Regions from separate parts of the Mus musculus genome. Here regions 1, 2, 3 and 4 are each linked to region 5. Evidence: chromatin contacts called from public HiChIP or PLAC-seq and promoter capture Hi-C data. All regions are on one chromosome and are shown on one strand. Each heading gives the region's core, a stretch centred on a gene start, on an enhancer-like site or on the middle of the called end of the contact. The rest is flanking DNA. Distances are from core to core; before and after follow the strand shown.

The links. Promoter capture Hi-C pulls out the DNA fragments that hold promoters and counts their contacts. HiChIP or PLAC-seq counts read pairs in DNA pulled down with a chosen protein or histone mark.
Region 1: a contact with region 5 is called in an HNF4G HiChIP or PLAC-seq map of pancreatic cancer cells. The contact joins the promoter of Sirt4 here to the promoter of Acads in region 5. A contact is called at or near these places in 16 of 39 promoter capture datasets (the 3T3-L1 cell line, the C10 cell line, cranial neural crest and 8 more), 6 of 484 Hi-C or Micro-C datasets (embryonic stem cells, nephron progenitors and rod photoreceptor), 6 of 115 datasets of contacts at active chromatin or transcription factors (bone marrow-derived macrophages, embryonic hindbrain, embryonic midbrain and 2 more) and 4 of 9 other capture datasets (adipose tissue, embryonic stem cells, liver and 1 more).
Region 2: a promoter capture Hi-C map of embryonic stem cells shows a contact between it and region 5, with 5 times the contacts expected there. The contact joins the promoter of 1500011B03Rik here to the promoter of Acads in region 5. A contact is called at or near these places in 6 of 39 promoter capture datasets (the 3T3-L1 cell line, the C10 cell line, embryonic stem cells and 2 more), 1 of 484 Hi-C or Micro-C datasets (B cells) and 2 of 115 datasets of contacts at active chromatin or transcription factors (embryonic stem cells and pancreatic cancer cells).
Region 3: an H3K4me3 HiChIP or PLAC-seq map of embryonic midbrain shows a contact between it and region 5, with 3 times the contacts expected there. The contact joins the promoter of Gltp here to the promoter of Acads in region 5. A contact is called at or near these places in 4 of 39 promoter capture datasets (the 3T3-L1 cell line, embryonic stem cells, hippocampal neurons and 1 more), 6 of 484 Hi-C or Micro-C datasets (the HL-1 cell line and embryonic stem cells) and 6 of 115 datasets of contacts at active chromatin or transcription factors (embryonic midbrain, embryonic stem cells, large pre-B cells and 2 more).
Region 4: a promoter capture Hi-C map of liver shows a contact between it and region 5, with 2.2 times the contacts expected there. The contact joins the enhancer-like site here to the promoter of Acads in region 5. A contact is called at or near these places in 4 of 39 promoter capture datasets (the 3T3-L1 cell line, frontonasal cranial neural crest, liver and 1 more), 1 of 115 datasets of contacts at active chromatin or transcription factors (embryonic stem cells) and 3 of 9 other capture datasets (adipose tissue, embryonic stem cells and macrophages).

What each region holds. Positions count from the first base shown.
Region 1 is chr5:115,483,021-115,485,821 of GRCm38.p6, reverse strand. Sirt4 (sirtuin 4) reads left to right here and starts at 1,338. Exons shown (of 5, transcript NM_133760.1): 1 at 1,338-1,490; 2 at 2,704-2,801. The coding sequence starts at 2,711. Gm42007 (a long non-coding RNA gene) reads right to left here and starts at 1,372. Exons shown (of 2, transcript XR_878704.2): 1 at 1,259-1,372.
Region 2 is chr5:114,812,686-114,815,483 of GRCm38.p6, reverse strand. 1500011B03Rik (RIKEN cDNA 1500011B03 gene) reads left to right here and starts at 1,508. Exons shown (of 2, transcript NR_027817.1): 1 at 1,508-1,704.
Region 3 is chr5:114,689,442-114,692,248 of GRCm38.p6, reverse strand. Gltp (glycolipid transfer protein) reads left to right here and starts at 1,314. Exons shown (of 5, transcript NM_019821.2): 1 at 1,314-1,490. The coding sequence starts at 1,388.
Region 4 is chr5:114,792,169-114,794,868 of GRCm38.p6, reverse strand. It overlaps Ankrd13a (ankyrin repeat domain 13a), which reads right to left. Exons shown (of 15, transcript NM_026718.2): 6 at 2,580-2,700. Among named protein-coding and RNA genes, the nearest start is that of Ankrd13a, 18 kb to the right of the region's middle. Within about 2 kb of position 1,313, at least 42 of the 459 cell types and tissues checked have an H3K27ac peak or open chromatin away from gene starts, as enhancers often do. A contact at or near this core is called in adipose tissue and embryonic stem cells, where this site is marked.
Region 5 is chr5:115,118,009-115,120,708 of GRCm38.p6, reverse strand. Acads (acyl-Coenzyme A dehydrogenase, short chain) reads left to right here and starts at 1,363. Exons shown (of 10, transcript NM_007383.3): 1 at 1,363-1,484. The coding sequence starts at 1,439.

The DNA.
Region 1 (2,801 bases), core at 89-2,588, 370 kb before region 5:
GAACCGTGTTGGCACACATCGTTCAGTTCATCAAAGTTCTAGGGAGGCGGAGGCCGGTGAATCTCCATGAATTCAAGGCCAAGCGTGGTCTACATAAGGAGTTCCAGGCCAGCCAAGGCTACATAGTGAGAACCCATCTTAAAACAAACACAAAACAAAGGGGGCAATTATTTATTATTAAAAGTGTCAAAAAAAATTCTGGGCGTGGTGGCGCACTCCTTTAATCCCAGCACTCAGGAGGCAGAGGCAGGCGGATTTCTGAGTTCGAGGCCAGTCTGGACTACAGAGTGAGTTCCAGGACAGCCAGGGCTAAACAGAGAAACCCTGTCTCGGAAAACCAAAAAAAAAAAAAAAAAAAAAAAGTGTCAGACTATACATTAACACCCTGTCTCAGAAAAACAAAAACAAAAAACAAAGAAAGGGTCTTTTGGGGAGGGGTTGGGAGAGCTGAAGAGGTGGCTCACTGGTTAAGAGCATTGCTTCTCACCAGGTGGTGGTGGAGCACGCCTTTAATCCCAGCACTTGGGAGGCAGAGGCAGGTGGATCTCTGAGACCAGCCTGGTCTACAGAGTGAGTTCCAGGAAAGCCAGGGCTATACAGAGAAACCCTGTCTCGAAAACACCAAAACAAACAAACAAGAGCATTGCTACTCTTGCAGGGGGACTCAGATTCCATCCCGAGCACCCACAGGGCAGTTCACAACAGGTTGTCACTCAAGTTCCAGGGGATCTGACGCCCTTTTATGGCCGTCAGGAGCTCCTCCTGTATGCATGAAGGTAAAACACACACATTATTAAAAAAAAAAAAAAACCAGTCTATTTTAAAAAGCGTCTTGGATGGAGAAATGCCCGCTAGTGTGAATTCAGGGCTACCCAGGGCTGGGCTAACGCGCTGACACCGAGCTATAGCCCCAGTGCTCTTACAGTATTATTTTGAGTCCGAGGTCTCACTAAGTCACCCAGACTGGCCTTGAACTCGTGATTCTTCCGCCTAAGCCTATTGAGTGGCAGATTATTGTCCTGTGCTACTAGTGAAAGAGTTTCTTTAAGAGAGCGAATTCCTAAATTAGGACTGCTTGGATCCTCTTTCGCACGCAGGACATGGGAAATATTAACCACTTCTTTGGTGGCACAAGCCTCTAATCCGAGCACTTGGGAGGTGGAGCCAGGAGGATCACGGATTTGGAGTCAGACAAGGATATGTCAGACCCTCTCTCAGCAAACAACACAAGCCACAAACAAACAAACACTACAAGAACCTCAAAAGGCAATCATTGCCCCAGGCGTCAGCAGCATATCCGGAACCTTAACTGAGCTGAGCAGGAAAGACAGCGGGCAATCCGTAGAGGAGCGCCCAAGAATCTTGGCGTGGGAGACACGTAGGATTCTGGGACTTGTAGTTTTCTTCCAACTAGATCGGCTTCGCGGACTACATTTCCCAAGATGCACACGTAACAAGCGAGTCCCACTGTTGGGTGAGAATTGTGGAAGGTAAGTGTTCTGATCCGGCTGAAGGTTTCCCGCTGAGCATTCTTACTAGGGATTCCATCTGTCTCTTTTGTTCTCGAGGGGACAAGGAGGATTTATCCCGGCAAAACCCGACTGTTTAGCCGTTCACACGTAGCTGGGAAATCTCATGGAGAAAGCAGGGTCCTGAGCTCTTCTTGGATAGGAAGCCAAGCCTAAATATGTGTGCCTATCACTCGATAGCTCCGCATTATGTCAAAGACTGTGTCAAAGGCTTGTCTTTACAACTAGAAAACCAGACAGGCAAGTTTGTATGCCTTGATTTTTATGTGTCCAAGTAGCAGAATTTACAATGCAGGGTAAGCAGACAGAGTGATTACTTAGCGTCCATCCCAGAGGCCCTGGATTTGGTACCGAGAACCGTGTAGAAAAAGACAAAACAAAACTGACATACTAAAATTAAAAAATCTTTTGGAGAAATGATATAATTCGGTTTAGTTGTATTCCTTGGCCTGGGCTACAGGGAATTCTGTCTCAAGTAATGATAATAATAATAATAATAATATCTGATTTAAACCAAGTAGAGTTATAGAACAAATAGTCCCATGAGAGATAATATTAACAAAAATATAAATATTACTAAAACATGTTTATATTAGTAGCAGGTGAAAAATAATGGGCTATTAAAAGTCTGTTTTTTAGGGCTGGAGAGATGGCTCAGTGGTTAAGAGCACCCCCTGCTCTTCCAAAGGTCCTGAGGTCAACTCTCAACGACCACAAGGTGTCTCACAACCATCTCTGATGAGTTCTTCCCTCTTCTGGGAAGTAGGTGTACGCGCAGGTTGACCATTCATATACATAAAATAAGTAAAAAAAAATTTTTTTAAAGTTTGTTTTAAAAAATATTTAATTTTTTAAAATTAAATTTTATTTTATGTGTTTGGGTATTTTACCTGCGCGTGTATTTGCGCATCCCTTTTATTCCTCGGCGCTTGCAGAGCGCAGACGAGGGCCTGAAACTGGAGTTAAAGATAGTTGTAAGTCACCATTGTAGGTGCTGAGAATTGAAGGGCTTCCGGACGAACCGTCCTCCCTTCTGTTTCCCCAGTGCTACAATCCCAGGCCGGGGCCACCGTGGCAAAATTTTCATAGTCGAATAGAGTTCCGGTGTCTATCAATTGGTGGGTTAACTTGACTTGTAAAACCCAGCTGCTCTCATGGATTTCTTTCTCTCCAGAATAAGAATGAGCGGATTGACTTTCAGGCCGACAAAGGGCCGTTGGATCACCCACCTCAGCCGGCCGCGTTCTTGTGGACCCTCGGGGTTATTTGTGC
Region 2 (2,798 bases), core at 259-2,758, 310 kb after region 5:
CGTGGTGGCACACGCCTTTAATCCCAGCATTCGGGAGGCAGAGGCAGGTGGATTTCTGAGTTCGAGGCCAGTCTGGTCTACAGAGTGAGTTCCAGGACAACCAAGGGCTACACAGAGAAACCTTGTCTTGAAAAACCAAAACCAAACCAAACCAAACCAAAAAAACCCAAATAGGCAAATGTACATCCCACTTATATGATAATGACCTATTGATATGGAATAGATAAGTATGCAGGGGCCAGAAATAAAATGGGTCACTAGGTGATGGGGACAGGGGAGATAGTTGTGTTATGGTCTAATGGGCTTGGAGTTTCTGTTTGAGATGATGAGAAGGTTCTGGAAATGGTCTATATGTGTTGGTTTATATTTAGCCTAATACAGCTGAATTGTATTAAAAAGTAGCTAAGGATTTCTGAGTTCAAGGCCAGCCTGGTCTACAAAGTGAGTTCCAGGACAGCCAGAGCCATATAGAGAAACCCTGTCTTGCTATAAAACTAAAAAAAAAAAAAAGTAGCTAAAATGATTAATTTTACGTTATGTCACCATCATAGCAAGAGTGAGATCAGCCAGTATGATTTTAAGATTGTATAAAAGGGGCTACGAGATGGTCAGCGGTTAAGAGCATTTACTGCTCTTCCAGAGGACCTGGGTTCAGTTCCCAGCACTTACACGGAGGTTCACAATTATCTGTAACTCCCGTTCCAGAGGAACACACACTACTTCTAGCCTTCACCAGCTCCAGGCACCCATGCAGTGCACACACACATGCAAGCAAAGCACTCATGTACATAAACTAAACCTTAAAAATGATTGTATAGGCTAGGCATGTTAGTGCATGCCTTTAATCCCAGCACTCGGGAGGCAGAGGCAGGCAGATCTGTATGAATTTGGGGCACTTGAGAGGCAGAGGCAGGCAGGATTTCTGAGTTCTGGGTCAGCCCGGTCTACAGAGTGAGTTCCAACAGGCAGGGCTACACAGAGAAACCCTTTCTCAAAAGGAAGCAAAATACATACATAAAACTTACACTTTTCAGGCTGGAGAGATGGCTCAGCAGGTAAGAGCACTGACTGCTCTTCTGTAGGACCTGAGTTCAAATCCCAGCAACCACATGGTGGCTCACAACCATCTGTAGTGATTTCTGACGCCGTCTTCTGGTGTGTCTGAAGATGGCTACAGTGTGCTTATATATAATAATAAATAAAGCATTTAAGAAAATATTGTTTAAAATAACTTACAGTTTTCAAAAATGAGATTACGGTGTCTCTTTCTTCGGACTGCATTGACTAATACGAAAATGTATGAATGTATGAATGTGTAAAGCAAAGCCTTCCACGGGGAAGCCCGACGCGAGCGCTTGCCACAGCTTTGGAACCCTCTGCGCAGAACCATAATTCACCACCCCACCCCCGAAGTTGGTCGGGATGGCTCCTCCCCTCGCCCCCCCACCCGCCCTGTTTCCGTGGCAACTGCGCGAGCGGAGTGGGCGGACCTCGGAAAAACGGCAACGTCTAGGGGCGGGGCTTAAGGCGGAAGCGGCGTCCCCGCGCTCCGTGCAGTGCGGGTTTCAGTGATGCTGCGCTCAGGATGGATGCGGCTGTTGCCCATGCTCTGCAGCCTCCTGCTAGGGCGAGCCGAGGCCCCGAGCCCGGGGGTGCCGCCGGAGCAAAGCCAGCCCTACGCGGTGTTGCGGAGGCAGAGCCTGGGTAAGCGGTGCGGTGGGGAGGGTGCGCGTTTGCAGCCGGATCCGGGCGTGGGGAGCTTGTGCGGGGCGCAGGCCGGCCTAGCCTCTGGTTGTGGGAAGCCAATAAACGCCATTACAAGATGGCGCTGATTTCAATAAGCCGACACCTATGAATATGGGTAAACAATGTGCCCATGTGCAGTAGAGTTTTCTTTCAGCCAAGTCACTGCCTGGCCTGAGGCATGTAAATGAGGTACTGAAAGCATAACCAATCTGGTGTAGACACGCCTATCCTAGGCCTATATAAGCAGCACTGGTTTTTGGCCTGGGGTCTTTCGCTTTTACTATCAAGCTCTCCCAATAAATGTGTGCAGAAGAATCCTGTTGTGTTGTTCTTCTTGCTGGCGAGTTGGGCCTCTACAAGTGGTGATTCTCATATCGCCTCAGGGTTATTGTTAGTGAATCAAAGAGTGGATGTTTTACAACATAACATGGAACAGATGATGGATGTCCTACAAATGAGTTGTGTGGCATCAACCCTGCATATGTGCATTACTCCCATTAGGTATGTTAATATTCTTTTATTAAACGTACAGATTTATCGAATTATCTGAAGGGGAACTGGTCGCAGGAGCTGGACAGGTTGCACACGGAGCTGCAGATACAGATCCTGAACCTTAATTGAACCAGAGTGGAACTAGTGACCCTTGGAGGCTTTACCTCTTGGCTTACCTCTGCATTTTCTCACTTTAAGGAATGGGTGGGAGTGATTTTGTTTATGAATATGTTTACCCATGAATATGGGTAAACAACCAATGTGCCCATGTGCAGTAGAGTTTTCTTTTAGCCTAGTCACTGCCTGACCCGAAGCATGTAAATGAGGTACTGAAAGCATAACCAATCTGGTGTAGACATGCCTATCCTAGGCCTATATAAGCAGCACTGGTTTTTGGCCTCGGGGTCTTTCGCTTTCACTATCAAGCTCTCCCAATAAATGTATGCAGAAGAATCCTGTTTTGGCGTCCTTCTTGCTGGCGAGTCGAGTGTCTACATCTGGTCCTCAGGAAGCTGCTTTTCCTGGGGTCAGTTCTAGGCTTGGGAGCCAGCGCTTGCACC
Region 3 (2,807 bases), core at 65-2,564, 430 kb after region 5:
CATCAGGATTCTCTCTGAAGCCAGAGGCCCCAGTGCAGGCTGTTATCTCTCCATGGAATTAGGGAGTCTTCCCAAAGGTGGGTGGGGTTCTGGCAGAGCTGGGACACTGGGGAGGCTGTTGTAGGAAGATTGCATCTTGGGATGCCCGAGGCGGGGAGTCTGGGTGGGGTGGGAACAAGCTGAAATTGGTGGCTTGGGCACCTATCAGTAGGAGATCTAACGTGACTGGGCATGCAAGAGATAAGGACGGTCGGATCTTTCCCCGCCCGCGACTTCTTGGGGTCATGCCTGTAGTTTGGGTCAATCTTTCTGCCATCTGCCTCCTGAAAGGGTAAATTAAAATCATTTAACAAGATTTAGTATATGCTTTTCTGGCCCCTAGACATCTTCTCACTGCCCTTACTATGAACCACAACTAATTTCCTTCCTTCCTTCCTTCCTTCCTTCCTTCCTTCCTTCCTTCCTTCCTCCCTCCCTCCCTCCCTCCCTCCCTCCCTCCCTCCCTTCTTCCCTCCCTTCCTTCCTTTATTTTTTGGTTTTCGAAACAGGGTTTCTCTGTGTATCCCTGGCTGTCCTGGAACTCACTCTGTAGACCAGGCTGTCCTGGAACTCAGAAATCCACCTGCCTCTGCCTCCCGAGTGCTGGGATTAAAGGCGTGCGCCACCACTGCCCAAATTACTCCCAGCCCCTGCTCGCCCTTCCCGTGCACCGCTCACAGCTCTCCGGCTCCCTCAATTTAAGGCTTTGCTTAAGCGCCATGGTCACTCTATCCTCCGTGACCATCACAGTACGGAGCAGCAGCAGTGCAGAGTAGGATTACTGAATACTCAGTGTGGGCGGAGTACCAGGCTCTCCACTTGGAATTTGGGCTGTTATCTCTCCATGGAATTAGGGAGTGTTCCCTAAACACACTGAGCTCTGTGTTTCAGGACGCAGCAGCTAGGCTGCATTGTGGCTGAGGTGAGCCGGGGTGTAGGCTGTGGGGCGCGAACCTGGCACTTTGGAGGACCCTGGATTGGGAAACAAGGCCCCGTCAGGGTTTGAGCTGTAAACCCGGCCAGAGCATCCCAACCTGGGCGCGGCTCACCAGGTGCAAGACGCCCGCGCTTCCGCTAAGCCCCGCCTCCAGACCAATGGCGCGGCGGCTGCGGGGGCGGCGGGCTTCGATTGGTCGGAAGGGCGCGGCGGTGGGCGCCCATTGGCAGAGCCCCTGAGGGGCGGGGCCGAGTGCTCCATGGCTCCGGCCTGCGGGCGGCGCTCGGCGCTCGCTGCGAGGCGCGGGCGGAAGTGGCGACGCTGGCGTCCCGGGAGGCGGCGGGCGGCGACAGCCCGGGCGCGGACGCCCTCGGCGCGGGCTGGGGCATCACCAAGGGCCTCGACCCCGAAATGGCGCTGCTGGCCGAGCACCTGCTCAAGCCGCTGCCCGCAGACCGGCAGATCGAGACCGGGCCCTTCCTGGAGGCTGTGGCTCACCTGCCGCCCTTCTTTGGTGAGTCCCGGGCTTTGCCAGTCCTCCTCACCTGCCCAGATCCCTCTTCCTCAGATGCACCCGGGCCCTTAACTCCCTGTCATCCATTGCACCCAAACACCGCTTGCTATTGCACCGTGGGCATGCTTCATCAGCCCTCCGGCTGCGCCTAACATCTTCATCCCCGGCTTCATTTTCCGCCCCCTTCAGAATGGTTCTCAATTCTCCCCCACCCTCACTCTGAACGATAAGCCCTACCCCCCACCCCAGCCTCTTCCCATCCCAGACCAAAGAACACCCCCATCCCACCCCACCACCTCCAAGGACTTGAAGATGGAGCTGCAAAACTCAAGGGCCCTTTTTAGAGGAAGTCATGAAAAGGGTTTCCCCCATCTGGGAAAGGGGGCTGGATTGTGGGGGTGATGTCAGCTGCAGGGTGCTTAGCTCGGATCCCCACCCCCTTTCGAAAAGGAAAAAGTCCGGTCTTCCATATGTCAAGTTGAAGCACCTCCCAGGAGCGCTGGAATGAGTCCCCAAGCCACTTTCAGGCGCGTTCTCTCCCCGCCCCTCCTCCAGCCTAAGACCTTGTTGTAAAGTGGAAGGAAAACTAATGCCTCCTGCCCTGCCCTTTGCCTTGCGGTTCACAGAGGGTGCTGCTACCTGAGCCCAGCTTTCTTCTTGGTGGGGACGCTCCCAGCGCCCTACCCTGCTAGCTCACTTGGTGACTTTGCAGGATGACACCAGCTCCCGGGTACAGAGTCCAGTTGAAATACTTGGACAGAGCCTTGAAACCGCCTTAGCCTGAGGAGGTCTGGCACCCACTCAACCCCTGGTGGGGATAGGGCGTGTGTGGCCATGTAGATCTGTGTCTTGGAGTCCCTATCTGTGAAATGGCAGGTTTGGGGGTGGGGACTAAATGAGAGCCTGTGAAGGGTGGGTGTTAGCTGTGGAAAGGAACTTGTGTGAAGTTCTTGAATCTAGTTTCGGGCCCAATGCGCCAGCCTGGAGGAGCATCCCGAGAGCAGGTCTCAGGCTTTCTCAGAGGCTGAGAAAGCTCCAGCACTGCCCAGTGGGTGCTCTGTCAACCCGTGGCATGCCTAAGACCTGCTTTTTTTCGCCTGTATCTCAGCTGTAGATCAGATTGCATCTCCAGAGAGAGGGAGCTGTTGGCGTTAGCTTTGGTTTTTATGACAGCATTATGTTGTTTTTAAAAATATATTTATTTGTGTGTGTTGGCATGGGGGGGGGGACAGACAGGCGGGGGCTGGAGGACCGTTTTCGGAAGTTTGTTCTCTCCTTCCACAATATGGGTTCTGGGAACCAAACTCAGGTCATGGG
Region 4 (2,700 bases), core at 64-2,563, 330 kb after region 5:
CAGGCAAGAGCTTCCTGCCACTCCTGGGTGTGACTGCTTTTCAGAGCAGCTTGCCCTGGGAGGAGCCCATCTGCCCGGCCTTTGTCTAGGACATCACCCTAGCTTTTCCTGGCACTGTGGAGAGCTGCCATCCGTCTGCCCTTTGCTCTGTCTTGTCACAGAGGAAGCTCAGAGGATGGTCGCAGGCTAGCCAGCTCACAAGAGCAGAATGCAGTTTGTAAAATTTATATTTCCATAACATAAATTCCATAGAAAGGAATTTCTAGTGGGATTCTAGTAAATCAAATCAGGCGACACACTGAGTTTTATAGATTGGTTTGAACCCATCATAAAAGGAAGACCCATGGGTGTTAATTTTCCTCTTGGGTGAAGATGACCCCACACAGCAAGAGATAGAGTCCTAAAAGGACTCTGGTAAAGGCTGGCTACTCTAGCTTACACTGTTCAAACAAGAACAGGGCACCGGGACTACACTCCTGACTAGCAGGTCACAGCCCTTGCTGCCACCAGTGACTAAAACCCCAGATGCGCCCGGGGTTAACTCCGTTCCATGCTGCACTAGTGCTAGGCAGACATACCCGCTCCTCGGCTGTCGTTACTTGCTCTCACACATCGCCATCGCTGCTCCTGCTGTTCTTGGCTGCCCCGCTCTGACAGCATCTGAGCTGGGAAGCTCAGACTTCACTATGTTAAACCCAGCTGTGACTCCCTGAGCCTCTGTCAGGTCTGTGTGCACCACAAGGCATCTGAAGACCACAGGACACCCAGCTTCCTTCTGCCTGTCCCACCTGAGACCAGCACACCAAAGGCCACGTAGCAGGGGCTGTGACTCAATATTATGAAGTTTAAAGGCGGCTCTGAAGTGGCAGGGATGTTGTTCTTGCTGCATATCATTCAGGAAAAGGACGGCCAGTTACATACCGTCCCCTGAAACTCACCAGGGAGGGTAGTGCTTTATAAGCATTGAATTCCTCGTATAGGCATGGGAAAAGGATGACAGTAACCATTGCAATGTGGCAAAGAACCTCGGAGAGAGCCTCCGCTGGAACTGATCATTCATGTGTCTTTGAATCTGCAAACCTCGCACTCAGGAGCGGCTCCAATCTCTACTTATTCCAACGTTCACTGATCACATATGAACATCATTAAAACAAAGCAAAAAAAAACAAAAAAAAAAACAAAAAAACCAAAAAAAAAAACCAGCTGTCTTTCAGCACCCTCGCCTCGGCCTACTGTCAGCTTCAGGAAAACCAGCTGGAGCTGGCTGTCTGAAAACCCTGTGACCCCGAGAATACACAATGTACCTCCGTCCTCGGTACACAGGGCCACACTCTTGTTTCCCATCTGCACTTGGTGGACTAAGGCCAGGAGTTGCCACACACCCTGGATAGGCTCCACTTCACAGCAAACAATGGCTCTAACAATGCCCGAGGAGTGACCCAGCACCTCCTCTAGTCTAGAGCCTCTGAGGGCCCGCCCTGCCTGTGAGGCTCATGCTGAAACCTAAGGCCATCAGGCCAAGAGCCTCCAGAGGACCCCATGACTGGCCCCTAAGCCTCAGTGTCCCTAGCCAGTAGGCTGGAAAGAGGACTTCCTTCAGAATCCAGTTCCTATTCCTACTTCTGAAGCAGAAACAGCCCCAAGATGTGACAGGGGCTGCATGTCCCAGTCCCTGTCAGACACCTGCCTTTGTGGCTTTCCTGACCAAAAAGAAAAGGGCCATTATGTTTTAGAATTGACTACAGAGCTGTCTCTGAGTTTTCTTCACCAATTTTATTGGTGAAAACAAGGTTAAAGAGATCAATCAGCTAGCACACTCGTGGAGAGAAGAAGGCCTGGATCCAGGAACAAGGACCAGATGAGCTCAGGCTACACTGACTCACAGGCAGCAGACGTGACATCCTAGGCCAACTCTAGAGATGCTGCAGATACCCTCGGTTCACTGAGCTCCATGGTAGAGAGAGAGAGAGATAGCAGGTTCTACTTCCTTCCTGCTCAGGGTGCCCCTGCCCTGCCCTGCCCAGCACATCGCACAGGATGGCTGTGTCAGTGGACGCCTACGGATGGCATCTCATTGGGATAGAGAGCTCTCCGGAGAGCTCCCAGCGCCTCCTAGGACCTGGAAAGAACTAAGCAGCCTTCAGGTGCTTCTTCCCCACTGTTGCCTCACAGGCGGGGTTGGGGCGACAATACGTTACGTTAAGTATAAATCTGACTGCCTAGCATCAGCACAATTCCAGTCAACTCTAGCATCAGGAAACTCAACGTTCCACATTTTGGGATGAAGGAATGTTGTGCATCCAAAACTATCAAAACATAAAAAGACCCAGGGAGCCCAGAAGAAGGGGCCCACAGAAGCACGCAGGGATGAGACTTAAGACACTGTGCCACAGAGATGCCGTGCACAGCACATCAATTATGATGCCTATTTGATTAGCCCTGGAGATCACTCTTAAAACCGACTAGCATTACGCCGTATTAGAGAAGTCCCAACCCAGCTATAACTTCCGATCACTGCAACCCTGTCGTTTATGAAAGCAGTCCCCAGACGAGATGGTGGCCCGGAATCCAGTCCGTACCTCTCAAAGGCAACGTTCTTAGTATCCAGGCTGGTGTTGATGACTGGGCTTGTCAGCCGCCTCTCCACCTCCCTGCTTTTTGGCTTCATCAGGTCCAGGGTGAGGCGCTCCATTTCTTGGG
Region 5 (2,700 bases), core at 114-2,613:
TTGTCTTTGCAGTCCCCATCGGATGGAATCCTGCACCCAGGTCAAATGGATGCTGGGGTTCCAACTCAGGTCATGCTCACATGTGAAGTCTACCCTCTGCACCACCTCTCAGGCTCCAGTGTCTCTCTTTCGTCTTCCATCCGGTTCTGTCTGGTGACCAGGTAGGGAAGACGGATGGATGACCAGAGGATTGGGCAAAGAGTCAGCACGTTATTTGAAAGCCCCCCCCCCCCTTTAAAGGCAGTTCCAGACTTTGGGGGTGGGGGAAGAAATGGACAGATGGGATCATTTGCAGTCTAAACTACCACCCTCTCTTCAGTGTATTGTTTTCTAGGTAGTGGTGGGCTGTGAAGTTCAGTGAGCAGATATGTAGGGTGCATGTAAACCAGGGAGCTAATGACACTGACAGTCTCTGGGACCGAGCGAAGTTGTTCTGAGGGTGCTAGGACTCAACCCTCAACCCTTGGAGTTAATGGGCAGTACCCCTACTCCCAGCAGGGCTCTGCCCCCCCCCCCCCCACGAGGTGCAGAAGACAGTAGCTCTGTTTCACATTCACATCTGAGGGCTGGAGGGAATCTTCCTGCCCAGCATCCCCATGCAATGGGCTAGATACTGAGCCTTCCAGGCTTTTTGTTTTTTGTTTTGTTTTGTTTTAAAGATTTATTTTATTATTTTATGTACATACACTGTAGCTGTCTTCATACACTCCAGAAGAGGGAGTCAGATCTCATTACGGATGGTTGTGAGCCACCATGTGGTTGCTGGGATTTGAACTCTGGACCTTCGGAAGAGCAGTCGGGTGCTCTTACCCACTGAGCCATCTCACCAGCCCCCTTCCAGCCCTTTTGGAATCCACAGACTAGTGTGAGAGATGAATAGTAAATAAATAAGTAAAATAAAAGGCTGGATGTAAAACTGTGGGCTAGGAATGGTAGCATGAAATCCAGGCAAGAGGGCAAAAGCTGCCTGCCTTGTGTGGCCGAGCAAAGATGGTCAGGGAGCCAGGGATTACGCTGACAGCTGACAGGATGCAGAAGTGGGTGGGCAGGAGTAGGTGCTAGCTCTTCTCTTCTCTCCCTAAAACTGAACCCAGCGCCTTATGTCTGCTAGGCAGGGAGGACCTCCTCACGCCCTCTTTAAACTTTCATTTTGAAGATACTGCAAAGTTGCCCAAGCTGGGCTTGAATTTACTCCGTAATACAGGGAGAACCTGCAATTCTGCCTCAGGCTCAGAAGTCGCTGGAATTAAGTTGACTTCCTGGGTGAGGCCCGGACCCTAGGTCGTGAGCCTGTCTCAGGCCTGCCCCTGCGGCCCGGTGGGCGTGGCCCGGGCTCGGCGCCGGCCCCGCCCCTGCAGCCGTGTGGGCGTGGCCCAGGCCCTGCCCCTGCCGTCCGGAACTCCAGAGCTGCTGCAGGAGGTCCTGGAGGTCTGTGCCCATGGCTGCCGCCTTGCTCGCCCGGGCCCGTGGCCCTCTCCGTAGAGGTGAGTGCGGAGCCCCAGGGCGGGTCACAGGGCGGAGATCCTGGCGGCCGGTCCTGCTGTGGCCCCGGGCAGACGAGTGGGCAGCACCCAGTGGCTGCGCGTGGCCTTTGTCCTAGTTTGGTAGCCTCTGGCCGGTGCAAGGCCCAGACTCTGAGGGATCCGGGCTCCTGCTCGGCGCTTTTCCCGCGGGTCCCTCATCGCCAGCTCCCCTTATGCGGCCCTATCCACACCCCTTACGCCATTTCAGTCCTAGCTGAGGTTCTGGGTGAGTTGGTCCTTCATGGCGGGGGGTGGGGGGAGGGGCTTGGCATTTAACTCCGACCTATGACCTTGGACATAACTCTCAACCTCTCTGCATCAAGTGGTCCAAGTGTCAACTGTTTCCATCCTCAGAGCTCTATTAAATCACAGGATGCATCGTGGTTGGCATCTAACGTGTTTTCTTAACGTTAGCATTTACTTTTTTGTTTGTTTGTTTTTGTTTTGTTTTTCGAGACAGGGTTTCTCTGTATAGCCTTGGCTGTCCTGGAACTCACTTTGTAGACCAGCCAGAAATCCGCCTGCCTCTGCCTCCTGAGTGCTGGGATTAAAGGCGTGAGCCACCACGCCCGGCATACTTATTTTTAATAGTGTTTCCTCTCCTGTGCAGCAGCCCTGACACTATGGCCACCGCTTCCTTTGGCTAATCCAGAGTCACATTAACAATTAGATCAGTGTTAAATAAGCCATTAAGTACTTCTTTAATCTTTCCACTGCCGGGAGCTGAGTTCTGTTCTTGTCCACATTTTATAGAACTCCCAGACCCCAGACCCAGTGAAACTTAAAATCCATTTCCGAGGTGTTGTAAATGGGATTATATGGAGGAAGTGTTTAGCGAGCAGTTAAGCATTCAGTTAGCCTGGGCTTTTCTGTAACACTCTGTTGACATTGTATCAATACATTTTTTTTTTTTTCTATTGAGACAGGGGTGGGGGGGTGGGGGGTGGGGGGGTGGAGTGGTGCTCTTTTTTTTTCTTAAAAGTTTATTTTTATTTTTATTTGTATGAGTGCTTTGCCTGCATGTGTGCCTGCATAAGTGTGCCGTGTCCCACAGAGGCCAGAAGAGTGTGTTGGATCCTCTGGACCTTTCATTACAGACAATTAGCCACTCTGTAGCCTGGTTCCTCTGAAAGAGCAACAAGTGCTCTTAACTGCTGAACCATTCCTCCAGACCCTG